Linked DNA regions of Mus musculus: all the other regions are linked to region 1. Evidence: chromatin contacts called from public Hi-C and HiChIP or PLAC-seq data. All regions are on one chromosome and are shown on one strand. Each heading gives the region's core, a stretch centred on a gene start, on an enhancer-like site or on the middle of the called end of the contact. The rest is flanking DNA. Distances are from core to core; before and after follow the strand shown. Region 1 overlaps LOC115486327 (a long non-coding RNA gene). Region 2 overlaps Ppp1r9a (protein phosphatase 1, regulatory subunit 9A). Region 3 overlaps Ppp1r9a (protein phosphatase 1, regulatory subunit 9A).

The links. A called contact is a pair of places that touch in the nucleus more often than the background predicts. HiChIP or PLAC-seq counts read pairs in DNA pulled down with a chosen protein or histone mark.
Region 2: an H3K27ac HiChIP or PLAC-seq map of microglia shows a contact between it and region 1, with 4 times the contacts expected there. The contact joins two enhancer-like sites. A contact is called at or near these places in 2 of 115 datasets of contacts at active chromatin or transcription factors (microglia and neural progenitor cells) and 1 of 9 other capture datasets (embryonic stem cells).
Region 3: a Hi-C map of bone marrow-derived macrophages shows a contact between it and region 1, with 22 read pairs. The contact joins two enhancer-like sites. A contact is called at or near these places in 7 of 484 Hi-C or Micro-C datasets (arterial endothelial cells, bone marrow-derived macrophages, embryonic stem cells and 2 more), 1 of 115 datasets of contacts at active chromatin or transcription factors (microglia) and 1 of 9 other capture datasets (embryonic stem cells).

The regions. Positions count from the first base shown.
Region 1 is chr6:4,796,104-4,800,347 of GRCm38.p6, reverse strand. LOC115486327 (a long non-coding RNA gene) reads left to right here. Exons shown (of 4, transcript XR_003956394.1): 3 at 3,357-3,618. Among named protein-coding and RNA genes, the nearest start is that of Gm20714, 18 kb to the left of the region's middle. Within about 2 kb of position 1,762, at least 16 of the 459 cell types and tissues checked have an H3K27ac peak or open chromatin away from gene starts, as enhancers often do. A contact at or near this core is called in bone marrow-derived macrophages and microglia, where this site is marked.
Region 2 is chr6:5,157,232-5,161,475 of GRCm38.p6, reverse strand. Ppp1r9a (protein phosphatase 1, regulatory subunit 9A) reads right to left here. Exons shown (of 16, transcript NM_001363809.1): 15 at 3,205-3,387; 16 at 1-1,924. The coding sequence ends at 1,724. Among named protein-coding and RNA genes, the nearest start is that of Gm46949, 5.3 kb to the right of the region's middle. Within about 2 kb of position 1,960, at least 14 of the 459 cell types and tissues checked have an H3K27ac peak or open chromatin away from gene starts, as enhancers often do. A contact at or near this core is called in microglia, where this site is marked.
Region 3 is chr6:5,091,826-5,096,069 of GRCm38.p6, reverse strand. The region is part of intron 6 of Ppp1r9a (protein phosphatase 1, regulatory subunit 9A); the gene reads right to left. Among named protein-coding and RNA genes, the nearest start is that of Gm52886, 39 kb to the right of the region's middle. Within about 2 kb of position 2,454, at least 79 of the 459 cell types and tissues checked have an H3K27ac peak or open chromatin away from gene starts, as enhancers often do. A contact at or near this core is called in bone marrow-derived macrophages and microglia, where this site is marked.

The DNA.
Region 1 (4,244 bases), core at 513-3,012:
ACTTTGACATATTTTAAAAATCAACTTTGATAATGTTCACATTTGGTGGGAAGACTGTGTTTGTAATAGCCTGCTTTTTTCAGGCTCTTTTTCTGTTCTCTTCAAACTTGGTTGGTTGTAAAGAAAAGATTTGCAGGGCACATTCGCAGTTGTTCAGAGGTTCTTAGCTAGCCATCCTGAGCTGCTAATTGTCACACCCCATCAGACTTTTACTTAGTGGATAAATTTTGTCCTAGGCCACCTTCCACATCTGATCTGAGCATTCTTCAGTCTTGCTCCTGTTTCTTTCATCGTGGCTGCAAGACTTTTTTTTTTTTGGACAGGACTCGTGTGTTTATTGGGCTCAATTGGGATTTTAATGCAAAAACAACGGGATTACTGATTTATCTAAGAATAACTAAAATAAAATACTATGAAACATGTTTGAACCATCAGGCAGGAAACAGAGACAGAGAACAGTTCCAGGCCTTTCTACAGCTAATAAAGTTACCTTACATTAAAATTCCTTCTGATTGAGGCTCATTTCATGCACAGTATATATATATACACAAAGATGCCTTATGTACAATATGGCTGCTTGTGAGGAAAAATACACATTAATATCGTGAATGATATAAATTGCTTAGCCTAATACTACCCTGAAACCTCATTCCCATCTTGACTTGGAGGAAATTAGAAACTCCCAGTTCTTTTTGTTTTATGTGCCTGGGTGCCAGTTCTTCTTGTTTTATCTGCTTTCATGATATCTGTGCACCTAGTGTGTGTAGTGCCTACAGGTGCCAGAAGAGGGCGCTGGACCACCCTGAGACTAGAGTTACAGATGGTTGGGAGATGCCATGTGGGAGCTGGGAATTGAACTCATGTCCTCTATAGGAGAAGCCAGTATTCTCAACTACTGAATATCTCTTCAGAGTACAAGTTCTTTATGAGTCTGTCATTTGATACATTGTGTATCAAATCAGCTCTCAAAGGCTGATTGCTCTTTCTTTCTTTCTCTCTCTCTCTCTCTCTCTCTCTCTCTCTCTCTCTCTCTCTCTCTCTTTCTGTTTTACTTTAAACAGTAAATCTGGGATCATAAAAGGAGATGCCTCAGTTCTGCAGACAGCCTCGATGCTTCCATCCTTCTGTCCAGCCTGCTAAGTGTGGCTGCAAGACTTAGTGATAGTCAGACTCTCATTAAGAGATTCTCAGTCTTCCCGTCCTCTCTGGCACTCTTAGACAAGCATGACATCACTCATTTGTATTTTTTTAACCTATCTAATTTCACCAAGGATGATTTGAATGCCTATCATCATTATGAGGGATTTCTGCCTTGAACAAGATGGACCACTTCAGAAAAATTACAGTAAACAATCTGTCTCTCCAAATTGCAAATCATGTTTTCAGTGTAAGAGACTCCTACCATCTCCTACCTTGCCACTTCCTGCTTTGAAGTTTATAAAACACCAACGTGTGTGTGTGTGTGTGTGTGTGTGTGTGTGTGTGTGTGTGTGTGTGTGTATGCGTGCGCGCAAGCAAGTGCACATACAAGAGAGACAGACAGAGAGAGAGAGAGAGAGAGAGAGAGAGAGAGAGATGGATTTTTGTGAGTTTATGTGCTTGTAGTGGTCAGGGGTCAATAGTCTTGTCTTCTTTGATCACTGTACATACTTCTTCAGTAATGAGCTTTGGTGGAGTGGTTATCATTTGAATCTGAGATCATGCCTTTCCTCTTTGTGTGTGTACACGTGCAACATTGGATTTTTTTCCATAGACTTCTGCAGTGTTGTTTATCTGACTCACTTTTTTACAAGCCCAGTTTCCTATGTATCTTCTACTGACTTCCTCTTACATCTTCCTCTTTTTTCCTTTGTGAACTTGGAGATTGCTTTGTTTCTGGGCACTGCAGTGCCATTATGTGTAAACTCTATAAAAATCTGGTAAAGATAGGGAGCTGAGAATTGTCCCCTTCGAAAGGAAAGGAAATACTGAATTATCTATGTTTACTTAGTATACTTTCCATTGTCTACAGTGTGACTCAGAAGAAAACTTCTCTGTGAGTTTATATCACAGACACAGCTCCTAAATGCAAAGAAAAACTCCATACTTGGAACTTGTGGCAAAAGTCCAGTCTTCAGCTTTTAAAAAATATTTCACTAAAGAGATTTATTTGCATTTAAGAAAGTCGTTAAACTTATTCTTCTTAGTCAGGCAATTCATTGGAGGTTAAAGTAATTTTAGTTAAAAATCAGTACTATGTCTCTATGCTCATTTCATCATCATATAGTACTTTGAGAAATATATTTGAGTACATGGTGAGTTAAACTTTCCAAGGTTTCCTACATTAGTTCAGCCTTAAAGAACGTGTTTACATGGAAACGTACTGAGGGTTCTGCCTTCTCTCTGAGTGCGTATTCCTTGCCCAAGGAGGTCCACAGAGACTTAAGGAGGATCCTTTCTTTAATCTCACATTGCAAATAGAGTTGGATTTCTCTCAGGTTTCACCATGATTGTGTAAGTTTGGATTCTTGTATGAAATTGCTTCTGTATTAAGTTTCTTAAGAATGGATGCTTAAGAGTGATATCTACATATCTTTATCTATATCATATACTATATACAAATACGTAATGTATGTATACAACATTTTTGTAAGCATATAATATGTGTATGTGTAATAAGTTATATACATATACATACACACACACAAACACACACACACACACACACATATATATATGTGTGTGTGTGTGTGTGTATATATATATATATATATATATATATATATATATATACTCACTTTTTTACAAGCCCAGTTTCCTATGTATCTTCTACTGACTTCCTCTTACATCTTCCTCTTTTTTCCTTTGTGAACTTGGAGATTGCTTTGTTCCTGGGCACTGCAGTGCCATTATGTGTAAACTCTATAAAAATATATATATATATAATTTGGTTTATTCCAGAAATTCTAGGAATCTTACATTTACAGAATACCTCCCTGGTATGTATGAACCAATCCAAGCAGTTCTTTCTTTTTGTAAGACTTATAATCTAATTGATGAATTCCCTCTGGAAGTAGAAAACTATTTGAAATCACCAAACAGAAAGTGCAAGCTTTCCTCTATCAGAAAGCCTGAGAGCAAGTTCTCTGCTTTCCTTCTCTAAGCTCAGACACAAGAGAAAGCAGACATAGAAAAGAGCTCCACGCCCATCACAAAGAGCTGGTCCCTCTTCTACTGGTAGGAAAGCATTTTCTTAGCTGATGTAAGCACACAGATAGGAAACAGAAGAGCACACCGTGTTTTCGATTTGTTTTGTCTTTGTTGTTTTTTTGTTTGCTGTCTCTTAGGTGACAGAAACCTTTTTTTTTCCCTACCAGTATTTCAGAGATGACAAAGGGACAAAACTGGGAAAGAGGTCACCAATCACCGTTGTCAAGAAGGAGACAAGGCCTGACCACACACCAGAGAGCCTGTAGACAGGGTGTATTCTCAGATGGGGAAGTCATGGCAACACTAGCAGACCCCAGTCCTTGCTCCTGCTGTGGAAAGTGACTTAGTCCAAAGACTTGCTTGGACGTGACACTGGTGACATCTGTACACTCAGAAATTTGCATTTTAGAGCAGGAAGCCAGATCCCAGGTAAGCTGTGTCTTTTGTAACGCACACTCAACATCCTTGATCCCAGAGCTGCAGGGAAGCCTGAGGCTATGTTCCACTGACCCTGAACAAGTCTCTGCTCTGCTCAGAAAGGAAATGCTGGGCCTTCCAAGGCTGTTTGTTACATGAGCATCCTGAAGAGATAATTCAGAAAACAGGAAGACAGTATTTCTGACTTCTGTTCAGAAAACAATGCAGAAAATGGCAAGGCTTATAAGAATTATCTTCTGGTATCAGCAATTTAAAGATAATTCAAAAAGCACTCAGGAGTTGAGGATGTAGCTATCTTGTCTAGCATGTGCAAAGCCCCGGCTTCACTTGAGGCATTCTCTGTTTATAGGCACTTGAGGAAAGTATTGAGAAAAATGAAATTAGAATGAGTTTGCTAGGTGAGGTGTAAAGATGGTTACTTCACATAGAAACAAAGAAAACACAAGGCAATTCGGGGAGTTACCTGTCATAAAAACCTACAAATTAACATGATGCCACAAGTGCCTGGGCTCTCATCACTAAAGAGCAAGGCAAAACACAAGTCAAAATATGAGTTTAATTTTCTTAAGGCAGTAAGTAATCTTAGAAATCTTTTATTAAATGGTGATCCAAAATGG
Region 2 (4,244 bases), core at 711-3,210, 360 kb before region 1:
AGTGCTCGGGCCAGAAACAGAAGCAGGCTCTGGGAGAAAGGATAGGATTAAGTTTCTAGTTCAGATAATGTCAGAATTCATGTTACAAAAATAGTAATAACGATAAAAATGAAAAGTCACAATGTTAAAATACAAAGTGAGGCCACACAGGCAGCCGACCTCTATCCTATCAGATTCCTGTCCTAACTCTGGAGCCTGATGCAGGCCCTGCATACCTGTGCATGCAGAGGAGATGTGTACAGGCCTGCGGGCAGCACAAGGGCCTGCTGGGGGAAAGGAAGGAAATACCCTGAAGTCCAAGGTTTCATCTGGCCTCCAGCTCTACTCTGAAATCAGTCCATCCGAAAGCAAATGATATCAGGTTTTTAGAATTAATGCAGTAATGAGAGTTAGATACATAAGCAAAAAGAGCAAAACTAAAGGCAAGCAAATAAATAAAACCCCCAGGGTGTGAAATGTCTCCAGAAGAGTTTCTGTTCTCCTCCTCCCCTAGTCTCCTGCACTCAACTCAGGGTGGTGAAAGACTGGAATCCCTAATACTGGACTTAAGAAACATCAGCTCTTACACTGTAAAAGTCTGTCCCGTGTACTGTTTTCCACAAATCTGTAACTCTCTAGAATATGGAAGAGAATGGCTTAGAAAGTCATTCAAAATGTCTCTAAAATGTAAAAGATGGCTGTCCTTCACAGGAAAGAATTATGTGTACAAAAAAACAAGAAAAAAAGTTCTGTGGTTGACTGTTACTCAAATCTTAAATTTCTAACCAGTATCTCTACGTTTAAGTCCTTAAAAGCACATTTGTTAAAACACTAACTGAGCCCACTTGGGAAATTCTGAGTAGAAAATATGTGACAACTTCATGATTGTGAAGGCCAGCCAGAATGTCCCAGGAGAAGAAACCTGAAGACATTGGTTTCCTTCAAAGTCAGTTTCCGGCTCAGTGTGTGGCTGGGGAAGGAGCTGTGCAGTTTGTCAGTGCTGGTCAAACACTTGGTGCAGCACTGGCAAACAACGCAGCAGATCCCAACATCCATGGTTGCACTACACTCTGACGTTTTCTTCTTCTTTGTTCAACAATACCTGGAGGAAAATGCTGTCCTCCAAGCCCCAAAGTACACCCACATCTGTGTGCTTAAGGCTTTTCCCTTCTAGAATTAAATAGCTACTATTTTTCCCTCTCATTCTGATTCCCAGCAAGTGGATAGCACACTTGTTTCCTCTTTCCCTCAGTTGGCAATTGTGTGCTGGGCACCCACATCCCCACAACAGAACTGACTTGCTCTACAGTCAGAATTGAGGGGCACTCCCCTATCTCAAGGCAGGTATCATCTCTACACCCACAGTCAGAAGCTACCACCTCAGTTTCAGGGGCTCTCACTGAGAATTCTGGGTACTCCACTCACAGCCCCAGAGTGAGTCCTGCTCTCATTGGCTGGGTCAGGCTGCTCCTACGAGTGGCACTGCACACTTAACACAACATTGGATGTTGGTAAGTAGAAGACAAAAATGATAATTCTGGTTTGTCAATAAACCAAAGGTGATGGCGAGGGGTTATTTTAGGAGGTTAAAATCAAGAGTGCATTCAACACACAGTTCTTTAACCGCCTACAATGGTGTTATCCCATCAATTTCTTCTTCATCCTCGGCAGGAGAGTGGGGGCAGGAAGGGGCGGGACTTCTCTCAAACTTCCCCAACTACTGGAAGAGGTGAGGCCTCACTGCTCACGGTTGATCGGCTGTGGAAGTCATCTTTTCCGACTTCTTAGACTTCCTCTGCATTTGCTCTTGTTCCTTCCTCCTCAGCTTCTCTCTTTGTTTTTCCATTTTCTCCTGGGCCTTGCGAGCCTTCTCGAGAGACATCTTCATTTCCTTCAGTTTTTTTTTAACCAGTGCCCGGTCCTGGGATGATGTCATTCCAAGAGCCTACAGAGGAAACACATGTACAAAAGGACTCTGAAAAACTGCTGACCTCTTTGTTTATGATGAGGAAACCACCACACTATGTTTAATCTCATGACCTTAGTTAAACGTGGAAGCAGGAGGTCAAGGCTGAGGAAAAAGCAGACCACAGGTGCTAAATTCTGTATGCCCTGAGGATCTGGGCATTGTTCTCTGAAGTTCTTTGCAAAATACACTCCAGAAGTCATCAAGAAAATACTCTCCAAATTGGTGACTAGGGAGGGAATAAACAGAAAGGGCACAATCCTGCTTCTCCAACCTTCGGCTAAAGTATTGCTAAAGTCATCAATAGTTTCAAAGGGTAACTGAGAGCACCTGCTGCTACAAAAGGCTCCAAGATGGGTGGGCAAAACAAAAATGGCTTCCCTTCTGCCAATGTAGTTATTTACAGTGAGAACCAACAATGTCTTTGGGGCCAGGATGCCCATGTCTGCATCTCTCCGCCATTGTCTCCGCAAAGGCAGACCTATAAATGAAGTCTGATTATGATGACTAAGTGGCTGGATGAGCTTGCACTTCAAAATTGAGGAAGACTATTGTGAACTTCAAATGTTTCCTGACCTTCAGCATCCACAGCAGGATGCATTCATCTTCCTAACAGGGACAGTTGTCAATGGGCCTTCATATTCACAGCTATTGATTGATTGCTAACCTTTTCAAAGACTGTCGAGAGATACTTATCTATCCATCAGCCGAGCAGTGGGGAGGGGTGTGTAGAGCTGGCTGTACCCTCCTCTTGCCCTTTCTCGGTAGAGTTGGGTACCACCTCTGTCTCTAAGAGAGAAGGGCCAGATGAGCAGAAATGAAGGTGCAGTGGAGGTGACAGGGAGGATGGCTTGGTGTACTGGGAAGAAAGTTGGTGATGTTTCAGTTTTCATGTACTGAGCAGGAGGGGGTGGAGCACGGAGGAGAAATGAAGAAAGGGAAGAAAGGAAGATTCATACTGGGCATTATTAAAACTGAACAGTGCATGGGCAGTGAATGATTTTGATAAAGGAGTCATGCGCCGCCAGGTGAAGTAAAGGAAAAGGCCTCTAACTCTCTTAGTCAGCAGCCTATTTCTAGTCAAAACCTGTGATGGGCTTCTTGAAGGGTTTTTTTTTTTTTTTCCCTACTGAAAATTATTCAGTATCTTTTCTGGTAAGTACTGACGAAAACTACCACATGGATGTGCAGATCAACCATGTCAGGTGCTAAAAGTAATATGCATAACTAGTAACTAGCACAGACGAAGCATTCTTTACCTTCAGTTTATTTCCATCCAGCTGCAGGAGCTGCTCCCCACTGATGCTCTGGGCACTGAATTCAGGCACGTACTGGTCCAGACTGAGGCTCATTAACCAGTGGGACACCTGCTGCACACTCCATTCATGAACGGCCCGATTCTGACTCTGAGTGTGTTTGGGAGACTGTCCATCGTCAAGGATCTGAGACAGAAATGTATGCAGCATTGGTAAATGACTTAAAAAGTATGGCTCATATTATGCTAGTAAAGTAATTTCTCAAGTTACAAGAGCTGCATTTACTTGTAAATCATACATAAGAGTTCTACTTATGTTAGAAGAAACATGTCTATTACCTATCTGATTCTGGTAGATGGAAATCTAAAGATATCCCATTAAAAAAGTACCATTAAAGGTGTAGGAAGTTAAAAAATCAAAAAAGTACACACTGACATGGATGATTTTATAATAAGTAAGCCTGAAGATATAGTTACATGTGGAAAATAATTATTTCATAGTTCTGTACATGTGATACATCATTTAAATTTATTCTGTTAGAAGACAGTAAAGTTATATTTAAAACACTTTAAAAATATCAAGGTCTCCTTTATTCTACAGGAAAAGTCTCAAAGCCCCCAAGCCTTCACAGGGAAACTTCACAGCTATTGTTTTATCGGAGCAGAAAGCACACCTCTGTGGAAGGTAGGGCGCCAACACCTACAGTTTCTTTAAGACATGAGGGAACTGAGGATTGAAAAGCTCACACAATCTCTCTTAGACAACACAATATAAGCAATAAGAGCTTAACAAGATGCTCATTGCAAATTCCAGACTCTGCCCACTGTAGACCATTCTCTTTATTGGCATAAAGGGGCATGACAGCCCTCAGAGCCACCGAGCTGAGAGAAGATGAAGCAGTGGCAGATCTCAGAGGAAAGACAGTTTATTTGGTGAGTCACATGAAGAACAAGCAGAGTGTGAGCAGAGGAAAGGCAGCAGATACTGAAAAAGAATAGACCATGTCTGGTAATGGCTATAGGAGGTAAGTAAGGGACTCTGGA
Region 3 (4,244 bases), core at 1,205-3,704, 300 kb before region 1:
GCGGTGGTGCCAGAGCCTGAAGCCTCCGAAAGCCTCTATCTGGTAAGCACACGTTCACCCAGCTGTTGCCTTGTACCTGAGATTCCTCAGGACTCCACGCATACATCCTTTATCAGTATTTTGACATAAGACATTCCTTTCCTAAACTGACTCCTTTTCTTGTGTTACAAGTGTGGAGCAAGTTATATCAAACTCAAGCAAAGTCCTGTGCCTCAGTGTCTCACAGCCTCTCCACACGTCTGTCGGCATGGTCCACGATGCCTATCCACGCACACCCTGTGAAGTGAGGCTCCCTGTCCTTTGGCCCCGTGCACACCTCCAACTCTCAGTCACATCTGCCTTTTCCCATCAAATGGAAGCTCCTTAACTGTGCCAGGTACAATTTATCCCTGGAATCCCAGTGGCCAGTTTGGCACGCAGGAGGCCCTGAACAAATGTTTGCTGAATAAATTAAGACAGTTGCAGCCACATCTGCACACTATGGCAGAGCCTGATTTTCCTGTTAATCTCAGCTTTCCAGTATGAAATGCCGTTAAGCACAGCTGCAGCTGAGGCCGAAATGGCCCTACTGGGGATTTTCTCTTGCTAGGCTCAACCATTTGCAGTCATTTTTGCTATAGCAATGTTTACTCTGGTGAATCCTGGGACACTAAGTGGTGCTAATCATAAAAATAGCCTTAATTATGCAGTTTGTGGGAATTTGTTTACTGGATTTGAATCCAGTTACATATATTCTCAGACTTAATTCTGAGAGAAAATAGAGGAGAACTCTGTCTATAGAGCAAGACCTCAGACAAGGCACTGATGCTAGCTCGACTTTTCAGTGTGAAGTACAGTTAAACACATTCTCCATCCACAAGATTCTAGCAAAAAGCATCTTCCCCACAAAGAACATCTCCTTTTCCAAGCTGGGTCAGTGACGTCCGTGTGGCCTAGTTTTGAAATATTGAGCCACTGAAGAGTCTAAACATTACTGCAGCGCTGTGAAGCACTTTCTTCTGAGACTGTTCTAACGACACACATGAGTGACACACTCAGGGCTCTACCCCAGGCAAGAACACACTTACAGACCGTGAGACCTTCTCACTAGGACTATCTTCCCCCTCTTGTTTGGACAGGATAACTACAGAGTATTACAACAAAAGCACGTCTTTGGGACTAGAGAGAGCAGGTCTCCAGAAAAGCCTGAGGCCCAGAGAAAAGTTGAAAGATTTCAATGTCATTGTATATTAAGGGGATTCAAGTAACTAATTACACAAATCTCCAGTGTGATGCCTGGCCTGTGAGGCATATTCATCACTCTACCCTTTACTAAGTCCCTTAAAATGTACCGGGTTTGTGAGCTTGGTTGTTTGAACTTTAGAGAGAGGGGTGTTTCAGCTCACAGTTCTCGAAGTTCAAAGTTAAGGGGCCACACATGATAGTAATCTCCTTACCGGCAGACAGAGCTATGAGCTGGCTCAGTAGATCACATGGCAAGAGACAGAGAGTCTGTGCATGAGCACATTCAGATGTGTGCATGTTTTTACCTGTTTATGGCATCTCAAACTTTATTTCAGAGAATGCTTGTTGGTTTTCATATCCTTGTCAGTACCTAGTCTCCAAGAAGAAAAACAGTTTTTAAAAGATCTATTTTTACTATTTTAAATTATGTGTAAGTGTGTGTTTATGCAGGGGTGCATGCACACGACTGTTGATATCCTTGGAGGATAAAGGCATAGGATTCTCCCTTGGTGGACCCAGCATGGGTCCTGAGACCTGAAGCTAGATCTCTGCACAAGCAGGAAGAGTGCTTAGCTGATGAGCCATCTATCCAGGCCTTGAGTGGAGAAATGTTTAAATACCTAGATTACTCGGATAGCCCTGGGTTCCCAATCTTCAGGGGCTCAGCTCATTCACCTACCACACTGCTGATAAATTATTATCATAGCAATTTTAACTAGAGATCTTTAAGTAAAATCTCTTCCAACTACTCAAATTCATGTTTCTTTTCTTCAGTACTCTGTATCAATTTTGCTACTTCATTAATTAGCTTTGGATTTTAATGTTTTCTTTAGTTTGTACCGGCATACTCAAAACCAAGGTCACTCTTTTATTTTATTTTTTTTGGCCATGGTGTCTCAGTGGCACAATGACCTCCGTGACACTGCTTCCTGTGCTCTACTGGGATCCTTCCTCTCCAGTGTGGACTGGACCTAGCAATTCAGCTGCAGCTAAATACAAGGGAAGTAACTAACTTAGTTACAGGAAGTGTGACTTGTGCCTCTTTTGTCCTGGCTTGTTCTCTGTGTCCTCACTATTGGGAAGCAGGAGTCCAGGTTCTGAGCAGGAAGGGGCCACATTACAAGGTTCTGAGATGTCTGGCCAACAGCCAGCAGGAAACAGAGGTTTACCAACAGTCACATGAGGGAGCTTGGAAATGGCTCTTCTGCATCCTGTCGACAGCTGCGAGTGTGTTTGGATGCAGACCCTCTCCCAGTTGAGCGCTTAGATGGCCACAGCTCTGGCTGACACCTTACTGTCGGCCTTGGGACAGATGTGAGCTTAGAAAGATCCGGATGAACGAGCTCACAGTGTACTGTAGAGACATTTCTTATTCTAAGTTGCTATGTTTTGGTGGGTGGTGATGTTTTAGAAGGAAGGGGATTCACACAGGAAGGGAGGCTGCCAAAACAAAGCAGAGAAAATAATAGGGATGTGGCTTTGGAAGTGGGCAGTGGGCGAAGGCTAGATAGATTCTAAGGAATGGATTAGTTTAAACTACCCTAAACATATTGTTCGAGGAAACCTGAAAGGCAGGCTGTTAACATGGCAGAATGTTCAGGGTGAGCATCAGCTCCTCAGGGAGACACAGGGAATGTCTAGTAAACAGTACCATCTCAGAAAGAGGATGCCAAACCCAGCCTCAGGGGTTGCCTCTCTGTTTTCTCTCCTTATAGTAAAATAGAAAATATACGAAGATACTATTAAACAGGAATGAAACAGAAGTTTATGGCTTTGAACAGTTTAAAATTAAGGCTAGAATTAAGAGATGGCTGAAAAAGGAAGTTCAAATTCAGGGAACTGCTAGGAGAATACAGATTTCAAATAGAGGAAGTTTACTAGGGTTGTGGCCTTAGGAAACTCCGATTTTTTTAGTTTAGTTTAGTTTTGTTTTTGTTTTTGTTTTTTTGAGACAGGGTTTCTCTGTCCTGGAACTCACTCTGTAGACCAGGCTGGCCTCGAACTCAGAAATCTGCCTGCCTCTGCCTCCAATTTTAAACAGCGTCAGATAAGCAAGTCTTTGAACTGCCCTAAAAGAGGCACAACCTGCATTCACTTTTAGGCTGTATGACATTTCTGAAAAGCTAATTTGAAACAAAGCCCCCGCAAGCCTCTGCTCACAGGGATCATGGGGAAGAGCTGTATGGAGAAGCTGGTTCCCAGCCGTCTTCCTCTCTTGTCTCTATAGAGTCCATGGCATCTGATAGATTATCCCATGATAGGACACACCTGTGGGTGACTGATCAAAGTGACCAAGACAAACAATAAGGGAATCCTGTGAGTCTAACACTGGAGAAGAGCACTGCGAACAGAATTCTAAGTCACACAATAGTCCAACCTGTAGAATTCCGATAAAGCCTCAGGATATACCTTAGAAACCCAGCGCACTGATGTTTCCACTTGTCGTAAATCAATAACTCAAGTAGTGGAGGGTGTACCAGGGAATGGAGACGTGTGCCTTTGACACACACACACACACACACACACACACACACACACACACACAGGGTCGTGAGGCTGCCATCTCACTGTGCACAGCACCCCGAGCACCTCACTGTGCACAGCACCCCGAGCCTGCCAGGGAGAAGCTGATTCTGTACAGAACCAAGGAGCCACCAGCGATCACACCAAGTTAAATGATTGCACTGTGGGAGTATCTGCCCACAGGCTGCACACAAACCCATCAGTGACCCTGATCCCTCAGGAATTCTCCCCCAAGTGTACAGGGTAGCAGCACTTTGGAGAGATGACCTATCATCTTTCCCTAAACAAACAAAACTTACGAACAGATGTCCCTTGAAGTGATACTTCCCACCCTGGGACCGGGTGAAAGGACAAGTTTTGAGCCAATATCCACAGAGGAAGGAGGCTCAGCGCGTCTCTCCTCAACATTCCCTAGCAGACCCAGAGGCTCCTACAGAAGGGCAGGCAGCCTCACTAGTAGTCATGTAAAGCCAGCTGAGGCCAAGGTGGGGGAGAGG